Regions from separate parts of the Mus musculus genome. Here region 2 is linked to region 1. The links are chromatin contacts, called in public HiChIP or PLAC-seq maps. All regions are on one chromosome and are shown on one strand. The core of a region is the stretch at or near the end of the contact, and the rest is flanking DNA. Distances in the headings are between cores, read along the strand shown. Region 1 overlaps Gm30684 (a long non-coding RNA gene). Region 2 has its middle 14 kb from the start of Plekhf1.

Evidence for each region. HiChIP or PLAC-seq counts read pairs in DNA pulled down with a chosen protein or histone mark.
Region 2: a contact with region 1 is called in an H3K27ac HiChIP or PLAC-seq map of embryonic stem cells, with 7 read pairs. The contact joins two enhancer-like sites. A contact is called at or near these places in 3 of 39 promoter capture datasets (the 3T3-L1 cell line, the C10 cell line and pre-B cells), 1 of 484 Hi-C or Micro-C datasets (embryonic stem cells), 1 of 115 datasets of contacts at active chromatin or transcription factors (embryonic stem cells) and 2 of 9 other capture datasets (adipose tissue and liver).

Annotation. Positions count from the first base shown.
Region 1 is chr7:38,028,599-38,034,530 of GRCm38.p6, reverse strand. It overlaps Gm30684 (a long non-coding RNA gene), which reads left to right. Exons shown (of 7, transcript XR_003946753.1): 7 at 1,292-1,375. Among named protein-coding and RNA genes, the nearest start is that of Uri1, 12 kb to the right of the region's middle. Within about 2 kb of position 3,585, at least 40 of the 459 cell types and tissues checked have an H3K27ac peak or open chromatin away from gene starts, as enhancers often do. A contact at or near this core is called in embryonic stem cells, where this site is marked.
Region 2 is chr7:38,238,708-38,244,310 of GRCm38.p6, reverse strand. No RefSeq gene overlaps it. Among named protein-coding and RNA genes, the nearest start is that of Plekhf1, 14 kb to the right of the region's middle. Within about 2 kb of position 1,435, at least 8 of the 459 cell types and tissues checked have an H3K27ac peak or open chromatin away from gene starts, as enhancers often do. A contact at or near this core is called in embryonic stem cells, where this site is marked.

The DNA.
Region 1 (5,932 bases), core at 2,336-4,835:
TGATAATACTAAGAATTCATTTTCTTAGTGAACTCCTGTTAGTAACTGTGCTATGTGTGTGATGGTTCCAAGGAATCAGATATGGGCAAGATGTTGGCATCAATGGTCTAAGACACCTTGCAATCTCGTCATTGACTTCTTCATCAGTCACTCATAAGCTTTTTCTTCAGAGCATCACTAACAAAGACAGACCCTTGAGATGTCCATGTGACATTTATCTGAGTCAGGGTCTCACTATGTAGCCCTGGCAGTATTGGAACTTACAGAGATCCACCTGTCTCTGTCTCTTGAGTGCTGGGATTAAAGGTGTACACCACCACACTGGTAAAAATATTATTTTTTATTATATTTTTCCCCGGGTGCTAGGAAATGATCCTAGGGCTGTGTAGGCAGGTACTCTACCATGTAGCTATATCCCCAGCTGTTATTTTATTTTACGTGTTTTACCTGCATGTAAGTGTACTGTTTACATGTGCAATGCCCAGAGAGGTCAGGAGAGAATGTCAGATCCCCTGGAACTGGAGTTGCAGATGGTTGTGAGCCACCATGAGGCCACTGATAACTGAACCAGTGTCCTCTGCAAGAGCAGCATGTACCCTTAACTGCTGAACCCTCTTGCTAGTCCCTTCCCCCATATGATTCTACTTGAAAGAGCTGGTCTGTGGAGCTGTGGTCTTTCAAATATAAGCATTGTACTTTTATTATTGCTGTGACCAAACATCCGACAGGAACAACTTAAAGGAAGAAAGGTTTGTTTGGACTTCTGGTGTCTGAGGTCATCGTGGCAGGGAGGGCATGGCAGAGCTCAGCAACTTACATCGTGATATGCAGGGCACTGGCGCTCCCGCTTTCCTCCTTGTACTGGTTAGTTTTTATAATCACCTCGATACAACCTGGAATCTGGGGAGAGAGAACTTCAAGTGAAGGATAATCCAGCTCAGACTGGCCTGTGACCAGGCCTATGAGAGATTGTCTTGATTCTGATTGGTTTGGGAGGGCTCAGCCCACTGTGGGCAGAGCTATCCCCTAGGCGGTTGGGTCTGGACCCTATAAGAAAGCTAGCTGAGCACAAGCCATTGAGCAGAGTTCCTTCAAGGTTTCTGCCTGAGTTCCTGCCATGGCTTCTCTCAAGAATAGACTAGGATGAAGTGAAAGGCTCACTTTTCTCCCCAAGTGCTTTTGCTCATGGTGTTTGTCACAGCAACAGATGATCAAGCTAAAACATTCTTTTCATTTTCTTTGGATGATGCTACCCACGCTCAAGGTATGTTTTTTTTTTTTTTCTCTACAGCTCCTCCTCTCTGGAAATAACCTCACAAACCCCTCCAGAGGTGTGACTTACCATCTCCTACATGAACTGAAATCCAGGCAGGTCAACAAACAAGATTAATCATCACTGGTATTTAACAGACATTTTTTTAAAAAAGATGAACAAAATGAGCCTGTCACTCCCAGGAGAACAACTGCCAGTACCTGTCACTGATGACAAAACGCAAGCTCTCGAGCATTACAATTTAGGGGACCCTTTTATCTGCCACTATAAGCTTGACAGACTCTCAATATTTAAAGACTTTTTGGATGATGTTAAACATTAGCGATGTTCTGAAAAGATGTGATTAAAATAATTCTTTAGATTTGTTTTCACTTTATATTTTACGCATATAACTATTATGCCTCCATATGTATCTGCGTACCACGAGTATGCTTGATGCCCAAGAAGGCCAGAAGGGGTATTAGATCTCCTGGAATTGGAGTTACAGATAGTTGTGAGTCACCATTTGGGTTCTGGGAGTCAAACATGGGTCCTTTACAAGAAAAACCACTAAGCCATCTCTCCAGCCCAAGGATGCCAATTTTGATGTTATGAAATAAAAATGACTCTTGGAAACTTTCCATAGCTCTTCATTTTCCAAGTGACTAGTGCATTTCTCTTACCTTAACAGAAAGAAAGTGATGGGGAAGCTATAAAATCAACCTTTTCTTGACCTTAGTGGCAAGTGGAAACTTCTTGGCAACCAAATGGCACAAAATCTGAAGACCAGGTGTCCCTAAAGAGGAACAGGTCTGGCACTACTTTACCTATGATGTCATGAGAGACTACAGGCACCATGCAAGCAAGAAACATAATAGCCAGTATATATATATGAATACTCTATCTGTATGTCCTGAGTGCTAGAAGAGGGCATTAGATCCCATTACAGATGGTTGTGAGCTATCATGTGGTTGCTGAGAATTGAACTCAGGACCTCTGAAAGAGCTGAGCCATCTCTCCAGCCCCCTTAAAAATATATTTGTAAAGCGAATTGTTAGAGTCTGAGTGGGGCTAGCATAGGAATCCAGAACTCTGGGTCCTGCTGACTCTAGGAGAGTCTCCCTGGATTACCAGCACCAATTATGAGAAAGATTAGGGGAGACCAAACAAATAGTCCAGAGAAGGTTCTATACTGGTACAGACATGAGGAGTTGGCTACCCACTGTGTTTGTCCAGGTTCTGTTGCTACTTCAAATTACCCGAGACTGAAGAACTTATAGAAAATGAAGTTTTGTTTTGTTGGTTGTTTTTTGTTTGTTTTTGTTTTTTTAGAATTCACATTTCTGGACACTTTGTGAATTCAAATTCACATTTCAACAGTATAATGTGGGCATCGGTGAAGACCTCAATGCCTCAGTACATGGCTTTGGGAGGCAGAGGAAGTGTGTTAACAATTTTCTCTGAGTTCAAAACTTTTCTATGGACTGCCACTCTTGGTGGGAAGTTCCTCTATCCTGTTGCTGTAGTAAGAAATCTAACTTCTTCAGGATTCCAGGGTAGATTGAAGACCAGAAGAGCTCCAGGAATTCTTTCAGGACTCCAGCAGCAGATTTGGGCTGCAGAGACATCCAGCCACTGGACCTGAAAAACTATTGGATTCTTAGCTATTCTGTAGTGAGATAGCCAGCCATCGTTGGGCTACTCTGTCCACAGAAGGTAAGCCAGTCTAAGAAATCCCATACATCTGTTGTCATGTCCCCATCTGAGCTGGGTAAACTTTTGTTCTTGTCTCCCTAGGAAGAGTACCACACAAGGGTCTTGGAGAGTCTCACATCAGCTGAGCTGCCTGGAGGAGACTCTGACCAGTCCAGCTGCCTGGAGTTTTTGTGCGCTCCTCATGCTGCGGTGGTGTTTTTGGTGATACAGTTCACCCACACTCTTGTTGATAACCCCTCACCCGTACAACTGTAAAAAAGTCCAAAAGATTCATTGCTTCACCAAGTTAGCCTTTGATAGAATTCTTTAAAACAAACAAACCAACCAACAACTTTGTATTAGTTCTTTGTGAATTTCATATCACGTACCCCAATCCCACTCATCTCCCCTTCTCCTCACGCCTACCCTCCACCCTTGCAACCTCCCCCACTAAGGGAGAAAAACAGATCTCGTTGTGGAAGCTGTAGTGTGTCACAGTGTGCCCCACAGTATTCCCCTTTTTGATAGAATCCTTATTCGTGTCTGTTGGGAAACCTGGCTGCTAAGGTGGAAGTCTGACATTACCAGAAAGCCCTGAGCTTGGTGCAAAATGGTGTACTTCCTTTGTCAGCCGGGCTTCTCCTTTTCTGACCTTGTCTGGGGATCTCGGAAACCCCCTACCCTTTATCTGTAGAAGGTCATACATCCTCGGTGAGATTACAGGTTCCGCTTTCTTTCTCCAGATAAGAAACCTGCTCAGCAAGCACCTGAGATTCCTGGAATGCCTCCCCAGTGAGGCATCTCAATACCCTAGCCTTCAGCCAATGACCTTTGTCCACCCTGGATATTCTTACCCCCTTCCCTAAAACTTTAAACCCTTGATTCATGCCGCCCAGTAAAGTTGATCTGTCTCCCTTAAGCTGATCCGGAATGTCATACACACTGGCTGTCTGAAACCCTGTTTGTTGACTCTGCTCCCTTTGTCATTGTGGGCCAGTGACCAATCACCCCAGGGAGAAGGGAGACCCACAATGTCTTTCCTTGGCTCTCTATTTGTGTGGGTGATTAGACATCTGTCAGCATCTCCCCAAGAAAAGTTCACATAAGACAGACCTTCTCCTTTTCTTCCTCCATCCAAGTGAGGTTTGGCTCAGCTCTCTTCTGAGAAAGCCTGCTATGATGGGGGGGCCTCACCCTCACTAGTTTATTTTATCCCAATTATTTCCTAAAGGCTCTCTTCCAAATATCATTAGCCTGGGGATTTGGAGATTAAGTTTTTGACACTTGAATTTATGAGGGACACACCCAAGTCACAGCAGCCATTTTCACAGGATCAGATAAAACACCATCAGATGGGTTTATGGCTCTTGCCTCTAACCCTAGCACTCAGGGGGGTTGAGCCCGGAGGAGTGTAAAGTCCTCTTGGGCTACATAGTGAGTCTCAGGGCAATTTGCACCGCATAGTGGTGCCCTGTCTGAAAAGATAAGAAAACAAGGACCAGAGAGATGATTCAGTGGTTAGAAATACACACTGCTCTTCTGGAATATCAGAACTGAACTGGCTGATATGTGAGTATTGTTGTGGGAAGGTAACACATATTTAGTGTTAGGAAACCTACAGATTCGCCAAACAGAATATTGGCTCTATACAAGGTAATAGATATTTGTAGGAAAGGTAAAGTGGAAGGTTTATATAAAAGTAGTTTTGTTTTTAAATAATTACCTAGATGATAACTGACTACCTCTAGTTAAACAATAGTGGCTATTTATTGAGAGTTTATAGTTTACTATTAAAATAAAATGTATGATAACAATAGTTATTAAATAAATATATGGTAGTACTGAATATGGGCAGGAGAAATTCAGAGGACAATGCTGTAAGGCTTTCTCATTCCAGTGAAATAATGATACGATATTATTTGAGGACAGACTGTAATTAATTAGAAATATACTTGTGACCTTGTATTAGTTACTTTTTGTTGCTGTGGTAAAACACCAGGACCAATGCAACTCACAGAAAGAAGATTTGGCTTACAGTTCAGGAGGGATAAATAAGATCCAATCATGGTGAGGGAGGCATGGCAGCATGTGGCCAGAAGGACACAGAGAGATCTCTCAAGGCTGCCGACGACAGAGACAGAGAGAAGGAACTGGAAGTGGGGTAGGCTTATAAACTCCCAAAGCTCTCCCTAGCAACGACTTCAACTTCTTCCTCTAGGAAGACAACACCTCCCAAAGCCTTCAAATAGTGCTACTATGTATATGAGCCTATTTTGCACATTTCTAATGCAAACCACAGAGGGGAGGGGGCGGTGTCTGTTCTAGTATCCCAGCATTTCTAGGCAGGCAGTTCACTGTGAGTTCAAGGACAGCGAGGGTTACATAGTTACACCTTGCTCAAATAGAAACAAAGACAACAAACTGACAAAACCCTGCAAATATTTAAGAAAAGGAATAAACAATAAGGTGCTAATAAAGAAACTTAAAAACTAATATAAGGAAGCTTAACTAATAAAGGAAGTACCCAAAAGCTAAGGGGAATCAAAAGAAAATAGAACCAAACACTAAAACAAGTGGAAAAGCGCCATGTGGATGGGGGATTCAAAACTGATCACTGGGTGTTCGTACTGAGTGTGTTATGATTAGGATATGAAGTGTCTCCCATAGGCTTATGAACGCTTGGTCCTTAAATGGTGGTTTTATTTATGGGAGGTTCGGTAAACCTAGGTTTTGGGAAGCAGCTAGAGGAAGTAGGTCACTGGGGGTGAGAGAGTTCTTGGGGGTATATTATCCCTGCCTGTTCCTTCCATGTCCTCTGCTTCCTGATGGTCACAAAGTGAACAGTTCCCTCTGCCACACACTTTAGTGTTTACCCAAGTGCATGGTGCCAAGTGACTCTGGAACAGACCCAGATAAACCTGACTCCCCTTAAATTTCTTCTTTCAGGTATTTTGGTCACAAGCTCCAAGCTGATGTAAAGTAGAA
Region 2 (5,603 bases), core at 186-2,685, 210 kb before region 1:
TGGGAGGTTTCATCAAGGCAATCTCCTAACACAGAGTGTCTATGGCCTGTCTATGGAAAAGAAATTCTATTTTGTGGCCTGCCTTGGCAAGGGAGTTTATGAGTCAGGCAGGAGCAAAACTTACAAATGACGCCACGACCTTAGAGTCTGTGCTCCTCAGTGGTGTCACCCACTCACAGCCACTCTTTGTAACCAACCCATGCCCTGACACTCTTCCTGCATACTCCGAGTGACAGGCACCCCAGACCAGATAGCTCCATTGTCCACTTTGATCCTTCTTACCTGGTGAGTAGAAGCAGGCCAGGGTCTCATACATTTCTTACTGTTGCTAGTTTTTTAAACCTAGACCCGGCATATGAGAGTGACTGAAGGTTCTATGCCAAAGTAACAATAAATAAATAAATAAATAAATAAATAAATAAATAAATAAATAAATAAATAAATAAATAAATTATAGTAATGAAAAATTAATTACTTGGGAGTTTGTTTTTAATTAAACATTAGGACTTGACGAGACCTGGCCGCTGCCTCATAAAGCCATTCCTGGGCTGTAGGGATGCATTCGGTCCACATGAGTGCCTCAAATCAGCCCAGGATGTGATTAGATGATTTCTCCCGGCAGTCAGTGCAAGATGAGCATTCCCAGAATCCTCTCACTGGGGCGGTGAAAGTCCTCGGGCCCCAGAGGCTGTCCACCTGTGTACACATGGGTGCTCTATGGGAATCCATGGGCAGTCCTCTAGTTGAACAGAGATTAACATCATTAAATGAAGTGGGGGGATGGGGGCGGCATGTATGCAGAAATGAGATGTTTACAGCAGAGAGCTATGGAGACAGGTGTAGGAATCCCACCTCACAAGCTCTCTCCTCTCTTGCCCAAAAGCCATCCCCATTCCCTGGGTAGCTTCAACTCATTCATCCTACAGGGACTGGGGGCTGCCCTCTCAGAGGTTTGTTGGCAGTGTTGGGAATGAAATCTTTTTTTTTAAAGATTTATTTATTTATTATTGTAATGTAGCTGTCTTCAGACACACCAGAAGAGGGTGTCAGATCTCATTACGGATAGTTGTGGACCGCCATGTGGTTGCTGGGATTTGAACTCAGGAACTCTAGAAGAGCAGTCAGTACTCTTAACCGCTGAGCCATCTCTCCAGCCCGGAAATGAAATTCAGAGTTTCATGCATGCTTCATTTTGCAACAAGATCTTGACAAGTTGCTCCAGGGCTGCCCTTAAACCACTCTGTTGCTTGAGTCTTGAACCTTTGATCCTCCTGCCTTAACCTCCTAGTTAGCTAGGATTACAGGCCTGTGGCATTTTCTCTCAGGAGGACCCTCTCCTCCTAGCTTTCTAGGCGAAAGAGCTTTACTGTCTGGGGCTAGGACTATCCTATCCATGGCCATCCTGGATCTGTATAAGAGATAAAGATAAAAGCAAAAAGAGATTGCAGCTGCCTCAAAACAGCTGAGATGGAACTGAGTGTGGCGGTAGGCCTGTCAATCCCCGAATGTAGGAGGCTGAGGCAAGGAAGACCCTCAGTTGGAGACCAGCCTGGGCTGCACAGTAAGACATTGACTCCAACCAAACAAAGGATCAAAAGGAAAATGGCTGAGATAGAGAAACAGGAAGTAAATTAGAGCAGCCCAAACTAAGCAGGGGTGAGGGTGGAGGTGGGAAGGAACAGGGATGGATACCAGAAGACAAGAATGGAATGGGGCCTGGCCAAATGGCTCTTGTTTTTTTTACTCCCAGCACTCAGGAGGCCTAGACTGGCAGATCTCTTTGAGTTCAAGGTCAGGATACGATCTACATAGGGAGTCCCAGGCTAGGCAGGAACGGAGACAGTCCAGAGAGTCATGCACGCTCCTCCCTTTGGCTACCAGGTATTAAAACAGAACCTTGCAAGAAATTCAAATTTTCGCAAGAGTGTCATCTTGAAGGAATTGGAAGAAGCAAAGACCAAAGCTGGGACCAACAGAAGTTGAATTTGTCTCATAAGAAGAGCTTTACTCAGTTCCAACAACATGTGAGACCACCCTGCAGGAATTGAAAATGAGGTAGTAATAAGCCATGGTAGGTGGGATTCCTGACCAGACTACTAAGGTACACATGCTTCTAAATCTCTATTTAAAACTCAGTCTCACTTCAGGAATCCTGGAATTTGGGCCCAGGAGTCACTGATCTGTTTCTCTGCCCAGTGTGTCATGCTAAGTTTATTCTCCTTTCCCTGTTTTTCACTATTACCTGTCTCTTGAAAGGGCCCACTGGGGAGTCATGGCTGGGCTTAGCTTGTGGGGACTTGTCACCTGTTAAGTCCTACAAACTGAATGACTGACAAGAACTCTGTGATTATGAAGGGATGGAATCCCGCAGGGCCATGATCAAAAACAGTGAAAGGAAGAAAGCTTATTTTGGCTTCCAGAGGAAGAGTGCCATAATGGCAGAGAAGTGGCAGCCAGTGCCTGGATCATGGGGCTAAAAGATCACAACAGCACAAAGGGAGCAGAGATGTCAAACCAGTGGTGGGGTTAATAAGGCCCACCCACTTGATGTACTCTCTCTCCTAAGCCTTACCCCTAAAAGCTTTATAATCTCCCCCAAAACAATGCCACCAACTGAAACACAGTGTCCAAACACAGGAGCCTAGGAAGGACATATGCCATCTAAACAACCACAACACGTCAAAGCGCTTGCCACGGACCCTGAAGCCTTTAGTGCAATCCTTGGAACCCCTGTGGTAGAAGGAGAAAACTGACTCCTACAAGTTGTTCACGATCTCCATGTGTAGCTATGGCGTGGGCATGCTTACACACATGCACGTGTGCAAACATACATGCAATAAATATAGAAATGTGAAAAGTCTTAAAGACAAAGCAATTTTGAAAAGCAGAGAGAAGAAACGTCTTCAGCAGGGCTACCTTGGGGAGAACAGATAAAGAGGTGAAAAAAAATGCAGCATCCATCTTCAAGGTATTGCTGTGAGCATTGGGCTTAAACACAAAAGGACCTAGGGCAGAGCACTGCCTGGTTAACTGGTCCAAGGAGGGTATGGTCTGCTTGATCTTGCTTCAGCTCTGGTTCTACCAGATTTGAACAAATCCTTATCTCCTGATTGCTACCATCTTGTCAAGCCTTCCGGGGATTGTTCTGGATCCTGGAAGGTGATTACCTCTGGCCCAAGGTGCAGCCTCCCTATTGTTGTGGATAATTGTCCAGGTTTGCCGGGTTTGTCTTTCCTAGAATTTAAGGAGACTTCAGGTTTAAGATGATGGTTTATCTCTGAGTCTACAGCCTTGAATCAGAATTAAATGGTTTAGACAGACACTTCCCTTAGGGAATACGCCTTTCAGGCTAACTTGAATCTATGCTTTTGGGCCAAGGACACTAGTATTTGGCTCAGAACAAACTACAACTCTTTCCTTTTGAACCAAGAGCTGTGTTTTACATTATCACCATTCAAGACATTATAGATGACAAGAAAAGGCTGGAAAGATGGCTTGGTAGTTAAGGACACTTGCCATGCAATCATAAGATCCAAAAGTTTGGATCCCTGCACCTATGTAACGAGCCAGGTGCCTAAATTAATTCTCTATTGCTAAACATTGTGACGCAGACAAGTTATAAAACAAAGCGTTTGATTTGGAGTTTGATTTGGAGATTTAGTGTTTCAGAGATGAGACCATTACCATCATAGCAGGGAGCAGAGCAACAGGCAAGCAGGCAGGCAAGCAGGCATGGCGCTGAGCGGTAACTGAGGGCTTACATCTTCACCCATAAGCAGGAGGCAGAGAAAGCTAACTGGGAGTGGTATAGGCTTTTGAAACCTCAAAGCCCACCCCCAGTTGTCACACCTTCTCCAACAAGGCCACACCTCTAAATCCTTTAAAAACAGTTTCTTCCCCAACTGTGACCAAGTATTCAAATATATGAGCCTATGGGGCCATTCCATTCAAACCCACACCAGGAATCCTTCTCTTGTCTAGAACCTCAACAGGGGAGTTGGAGAAAGAGATAGGAAAATAGCTAGAGCTTGCTGGCCTCCAGTATAGCCATGAAAATGAATGCATACATCCATTCACATAAATATACACAGAGATAAATAAAATATTTTCCCAGGTTCATACTTTACTGCACAAATTAAGCATTACATGATGAGTTGATGTTTGCTTCTCCGAGCATTGAACTTAACAAATGTTGTCAGATATTCCAGAATTCACATATGTTGCTTTCAGAGTTGAAGTATTTTTGTCCTTATCTTAAAGCATAAGGTCAATGTAGCAATGCCTCTATATGCTACCAGTACACAATTCATTCTACCCACGAGGGCTGAAATGTATTTAATACCAGTGAACTGGAATTGACCATGACTTTCATCTTGGTCCAGGTCATAAATCTGCAACCAGTGTCCTGTAAGAAAACCATCCATCTACTCAGATTAGTTAGCAATGAAATACATTTTAAAAACCAAATTACAAGAGATGACTCAATGATCCATTTAGAGCCAATTTTCATATAAAGTACAGCACAGACATCATGGTTTTGTTGACGATAATTCATCATGTTCATGGAGAGTTATCTTTAGACTAGAGTCTGTTCTGTGGACAATGAATCTTTTTGAAACATCACAATGAGGCTGGGGTAGGACACGGAGAAAGGGAGAGAGAGAGAGAAAAAAAGAGAGAGAGAATCTTAATATCTATAATTTTAGAGAAAGGTATGTGTGAACTTTCCACTCAGCCTTTTTCCTTCTTTAAAATAAAAAAAAAGGTTGATATTTTAAGTTTATATGTGTGAGTTGTATGCTTTGGATTCCCTGGAACTAAAGTAACAGTTAGCTTCCATGTGAGCACTTCTTCAAAGGCAGAAAGTGTCTATAGCTGAGCCATCTCTCTGGTCCCTCTTCCTTCCTTTATGAAATGTTTGATGATTCAACTTTCCACGTATTTTATAACCAACTGGTGTTCCCATGAAATAAATTCCTGCTGAGGATTTGGGTAAACTTGATGTTTGATGGTTGCACTGTTCAAGTTGAGAACAACAGATATTTTAACAGTGTCTTCCAATCTATACTGTATGACAGCCCTTCAATTTACTTGAATCCTCTTGGATTTCTTTTATCAGAATTTTCTGGTTTTTAAGACATAAATCTAAAATATATTTTTACTATTAGACTTATCAAATATTTCATCTGATACTATTGTAAATGACTCTTTTAAGATTTTGATTCCCAAGTTTCTCTTCTTTTTTGTTTTTAAGATTTATTAATTTATTATATGCAAGTACACTGTAGCTGTTTTCAGACACACCAGAGGAGGGCATCTGATTTCATTACAGGTAGTTGTGAGCCACGATGTGGTTGCTGGGATTTGAACTCAGGACCCCCGAAAGAAGAGTCAGTGCTCTTAACCGCTGAGCCATCTCTCCAGCCTGATTCCCAAGTTTCTGTTCTGACATAGAATATTACTTATTTTTATTTTATGTGTATGGGTAGGGGTTTTGTTTTGTTTTTTATTAATCGTTCCATTCATTTACATCTTAAATGATATCCTGGTTACCCCTTCACAAGCCCCCCATTCCACAACCTCCCTCTCTTCCCTCCCCTTTG